Linked DNA regions of Ovis aries: region 1 is linked to region 2. The links are chromatin contacts, called in public Hi-C maps. All regions are on one chromosome and are shown on one strand. The core of a region is the stretch at or near the end of the contact, and the rest is flanking DNA. Distances in the headings are between cores, read along the strand shown.

Evidence for each region. Hi-C and Micro-C count contacts between places; a contact is called where the count stands out from the background.
Region 1: a Hi-C map of blood shows a contact between it and region 2, with 2.5 times the contacts expected there. The contact joins the enhancer-like site here to the promoter of TMEM164 in region 2. A contact is called at or near these places in 2 of 16 Hi-C or Micro-C datasets (both in blood).

Annotation. Positions count from the first base shown.
Region 1 is chrX:125,352,974-125,355,701 of ARS-UI_Ramb_v3.0, forward strand. No RefSeq gene overlaps it. Among named protein-coding and RNA genes, the nearest start is that of TMEM164, 82 kb to the left of the region's middle. Within about 2 kb of position 1,443, at least 4 of the 54 cell types and tissues checked have an H3K27ac peak or open chromatin away from gene starts, as enhancers often do.
Region 2 is chrX:125,271,148-125,273,847 of ARS-UI_Ramb_v3.0, forward strand. TMEM164 (transmembrane protein 164) reads right to left here and starts at 1,404. Exons shown (of 6, transcript XM_060408068.1): 1 at 1,070-1,404. The coding sequence starts at 1,129.

The DNA of each region.
Region 1 (2,728 bases), core at 193-2,692, 82 kb after region 2:
ATAAAGACCACCCCCCAACCTGGGTCATCTCCCTCCCCATGTATTCAAAACTGCCATTTCCCTGAATTTCTGAGCCTCTTCTAATTGAAGTCCTGAGAGCAAAGCCAGGTCAGAGAAGCAAGAAAGGGACTTCCCTGGTGGTCCCGTGATTAAGAATCCACGTTTCCACTGCAGGAGGCATGGGTTCAATCACAGGTCTGGGAACTAAAATTCCACATGCTGTGAAGTGCAGTCAAAAAAAAAAAAGAGAGAGAGAGAGAGAGAGAAGCAAGAAAGAGCTGCCTATGCCTGAGGCCTGTGACAGGGGAGAAGCCATGGAAGCAGGAGAGTCCTGGAACCCAGCTGGCTGGGAGTGGTGGACAGGATAGTTTGGGCAGCTGCCTGGCCACTGGATCCCACCTGGCTTTCCACAGACCACTCTGGGCTCCGGGGAGCTGGGGAGGGGTTGCTGCTAGTAGATGCCAGGCTTGCAGGATGGGAAGGGTGAAGGGGTGGCTCAGGGTGTGCTGGAATGGAAAAAAAAAAAACACACAGAAACTCTCTCCCTGTCGCTTGACTCTGCTTTCCAACAGGGGCACTGTCTGCCCGGCATATGATGTTGCGAGGATCAAAAATAGCTTCTGGTAACTGCGAGAGGATCTGTTTATAGAGCTCCAGCCTTCACACCACCTGTGAGTTACAGCCAACCCAGCCATCTTTTCTAAAGAACGAATTCATTCTTTCTCTGAAGGACCCACTGGCCACAAAAGGCAGATGTTTTTCTGCACTCTCATTCCTCCTCCACCCACAGGGCCACCAGCGCCTGCCACCCTGGGTGTGTCCTCAGGCTCTGCTGAGCCCTTCTTCTTGGCCTCCTCTCAGCAAAGTTTACTCATGCTGTGACTTATTCTCTACATGCTCTCTCTTCCTTTTGCTGGAGACTAGCTAAGTGACTTGAACAATGTTAGCCATCCTAAACACCCCTTCCAAAATCCTTCTGCTACAGACCCTCTCCCCTTCGTGTTCCTGGAAACCAGCAGAATAGGCTGTCCCTCCCAACTTCACATGCTTTCATTTTGAAAGGGGAAGGCTATGTTCTTTAACCTAAGAAGTGAATGATAGTGTGAATTTCAGGCAGGTAGGTCCCTGAAAAGCTATTTTTGAGGCATAGGGCCTTTGTATTGGCAACCTGTCTCATGGATTGGTGCTGGCAGCTACAAACCCTGTCCATGTCTAAGACCAGCCTTGTGTCCTTAGAGTAGGGGTCAGAGACACAGACCTAGTGATAGCAGGAGCCAGGTAGGCAACTGAAATAAATCTAATGGGTGTTGTGCGCTAGTCTTTGTGGCAAACTAGAGAGCGCATAGTCATCTGAATTATGAAATAGCACAAATGACAGCCTGCCTCTGTGCCTGGCGGAGAAGAGGAAGTGGTGGATCAGAGGTGAGAGAAGGGGTGCATGCTCTGTCATGCAGGGCAGTCACTCTTCAGCTCCAGCCCTGTGAGGATTCAGGTCAGACTGCGTGCCTAGAGTTGGCAGAGCTTCCACATTTTTCAAGAGAAACTAAAAGAGCTGATGCTTTAAAAATGCAAAATCTCCTTGTTTTTTAATAAATACTTTCAAATTGCCAAAAAATGATCCTGAAATATTGAGCATGCTGAGCAAAAATATGTCTTTGGGATGCATTCAGTCTCCTGGCCACCTCTCCTGGATGTGGTTCCAGTATACGACCCCAGGTGTTGAATCAGTGCAGAATATTTAAACTTGGGTAACCTTTGGCCTTGAGACAGGAAGGGGGAAGGGTATAACTTTTAATAGAATAGATATAACCTGAAGACACGACATAAACTGGTTAGAACCGATTAGGTCCAATTTCCACTAGACGTTGAACCTCAGTTCATTGTAACACATCAGCAAGCTAAATGACATACCAACAGATGGCATGACAGTTTCCAAGGTCAACCACAAAGGTCAAAAAGTGGGCAGTGGCCCAGTTCCTGGAAATCCCCACCGTTTCCCCTAAATAGCTGAATACTCCTCCCACTCATTAGGCTATGAAATTACCCACTCCTATAAAAACTGACAATACCATACCCTGGTGCCTCTTGCCTTCAGAGATGGTCCACACTCTGTGGAGTATGTATCTCCCTGAATAAACTTATTTCTCTTTACTAAGGTGCTCTCTTGAATTCTTTCCTGCACAAAGCCAAGAACGAACCCTTGGCAGCCATCCCAGGGATTCACCTGAGACCTGGGATGTGACCAACCTCTCACAGCTCACTTTCTTCCCTGCAACAAGCCTGGCACTGATTATATGTTCATGAATAAGAAGAAGAGACGGAAAAAAAAAAAAAAAAAACAACCTGAAGATAATTTTATCTCTTTAAAAAAATCTCACAAAAGGTGTTTAGGTAAGGTTCCTGAATGGAAGAGTCCTGCAATTTAGCTGGTAACTTGAATTCAGTCACTATTCAAATATCTATGGGAGAGGACTGCCTCCTCTAGGGATTAGTCATGGGAATTGTAAAGCCTGTGCCCCTTTCCTGTGACACTCAGTGACATCCCTGGGCACTGCCTGCTATTTTCCACAAAAATTAGGAAAGCAAATCTGCAAAAATGATAATCCCAGAATCCATCCCCCCAATTCCACATCCTTGTGAATCTCTGGTAAAAGACATAAGAAAGAATCCACTGCAGGCTTTAGCTTCATCTAATTAGTAGAAGTTGAAAAGAGGAATTTGCTTGGGG
Region 2 (2,700 bases), core at 154-2,653:
TGGCGGGGACGCCGGACTCCTCGTCTCACGCACTCGCCACAGGGGGATCGCTTACTCCTGCAACCGCGTGGCCGTCTCTGCCCCCAGCGAGCAACTTCGCCGCCGACGGGCCCCTCCGAGCCAATTTAGAGCCGTCCCGGGCCAGCCTCCCGCCCCCGGGTACACCCCCGAGCCCCCAGCTCCACCCCCCGGCCCCAGACGCCCGCCCTCCGGGCAGCACCTCCCCCAGCCCGCGGCTCGCCCGGGACCTGCCCCCCTCGCGCGGGCAGCGGCGGGAGGAAGCCAGGAGGGAGGGAGGAAAGGCGGGCGGGAGGCCGGGCCAGCCGGGGGCTGGGCTCCGGCCGGCCCCCTCCCTCCGCCCCGGCGCCGCAGCTTCCCGCGCCTCCCGCCCGGCCCCAGGGACGGGTCGCCGCGCCCTGCGGGGCTCCACTCACCGGCAGTCGGCCCTCGGCCCCGACTGGGCGCCCGCTCGGCTCCCCGCGCCCCGGCGCTCGGCTCCCCCGGCGGCCGCCACGGCCGCCGCGCACGGCTCCTCCTCCCTATCTTCCTCCCCCTGCAGCAGCCGCGCTCGCTTCCTCCTTCTTCCCCTCCCTCTCTCCTCCCCCTCGCCGCCGCCTCCCCGCTCCCGCCCGGCTCGGCCCCTCGCCGGCCCCCCACTTCACGCCCTCGGCCACCCCGCCGGCCGCCTCCCCTCTCCGGCCTCCCCGCCCCCCAGCCGCCTGCACTCTTCACACCTCCCACTCCCCCTTTCGGTGCCTCGGCCCCCCTCCCTCCCCCGGGCTCAATCCCCGCCTCCTTCCCCTCCTCCCCGGCCTGCCTCGCGTTCTGCGCTCGCCCGGCCCGCACGCGTGCACCGCTACCCTCCGGCACAGCCGACTACGGAATTCGCTCCTCCGCGAAGCCGTTTGGACCGACTCCGCCTCCTGCGCCCCGGTTCTCCAGGGCGCTTCCTTGGACACCGGGCACCTAGTAGGCGTTTAGCCGGCCCTCGCTGAGTTCTTGGGGGAATGGACGAGCCTGTCTAGTGATAAGCCCCTGGGCTTTGGGAGGTCCGCTGGGTGTGACCTACTCTTCGCCTCTCCTCCAGACCTCCCTGAAATAGCAGACTTGGGCAGGGCCAAGACGGCATCTTCTCCACCTTTGTAGCCACAGCCCTACTCTCCACTTCCGTCCTAGACAAGGCTTCTTTTCCTACTTTGCCCGGCCGTTCTCCCTCCTGCTGTGCTCCGATGTTTCTCTATCTAGCCTCCGGCCACTCCCTCTCCAGGCTCTCCGTCTCCCCTTTCTCCTGCCACGCCTTCAAGCTCAATCGTACTCTAGCTGGAGGAAAAGATGGAGGAAAAGAAGCTTCCCCAGACCTCTTTCCGTCCTCCCGCCCTGCGACGGAGCAGCTGTTTCCAACCTGCGCTTGGCCGAGAGTCCTGCCACTTAAACGCCCATCAGGCTGTGGAGGGGCCCAAGAATTGGACAAGGGCTGCTAGCAGAAACAGGGCCCCCTCTTCCCTGCTGCTTCCTACCTATAGACTGGGATTTGCTTTTCTTTGGGCAAGAAAACAGGAAAAAGACCTTTTCAAAATCCACTTTGTGTTGGTTTAGTATCTATTGAAAACTCACAAACAGGGAAATAGCCAGAAAAAAAAAAAAAAAAACAGGCACCTTGCCTGGGAAACACCTTCTGATGTTGGCTGCCAGCCATTTTCCTGCCGACCTTTCCAGGTCTGGTTTTCCCCCACCTGGCCTCAGAGCCAGGTAGCTTTGCACAGACAGCATCCACCTTAGGGCCTGATGCTCTCAAAGTGCTAATTAATAAAGAACAACAACAAACAAGGATCGATTCAGCAGCTCACTCGTTCTCTGTCGGTGTTTTGTTAAATCCTCCGCACAGTAACATTAAGGGTAAAACTGGAGTTCTGGTGATGACTGTAGCCTGAGACCTCAAGTTCCTGTCTTCAAGGAGGTAAGAAGGAGATGATAGCACTCAGTAAAAGGCTTCATTAATCCATGCAGAAATCTTCCCTCTTAAGTCAGTGAAGAATCTGCCTGCAAATGCAGGAGACCAGGTTGAATTCCTGGGACGGAAAGATCGAGAAGGAAATGGCAACCCGCTCCAGTATTCTTGCTTGGAGAATCCCAGGACAGTGGAGTCTGGCAGGTTACATTTCTTGGTATCCCAAGATTCGGACACGATTTCGCAACTAAACCACCAATCCATACCGAACTTCTTTGGGAGTTCAGCCTAGAGGGTCTTGTGTTTGCAAAATGATTGTGTTTAGTGCCAGGCCAGCTCCCTCGCCTGAGGCACAAATTCCTCTCTTTCAAAGGTAGAATAGCCAAGTGTTTGACGACTCTGGGATACTACTAATAATTATCCCATTTACTTGCTGTGTCACCTTGGGCAATTTACCTCTCTGTACTTCAGTTTCCCTCTCTCAACCAAACAGTTATCAGTGATCTTTTATCTAATTCCTAGGATTATACACATTTACATGAATTGAATTGTGTAGCCAGTGCATAAAAAGTGCTCAATAAATGCTATCCCTAATCCCCATGCAGTTCTGCATCGATGCAGCCGCCCCCTAGCCCCCTACCCATGCAGACACACATTCAGTGCCCTCCCCCACATCTTGGTAAACAATCCTATCCCGCCTTCAAAGCCCACATGAAATTGCACTTCCCCCAGCCCCCACCACCCAGCTCCCA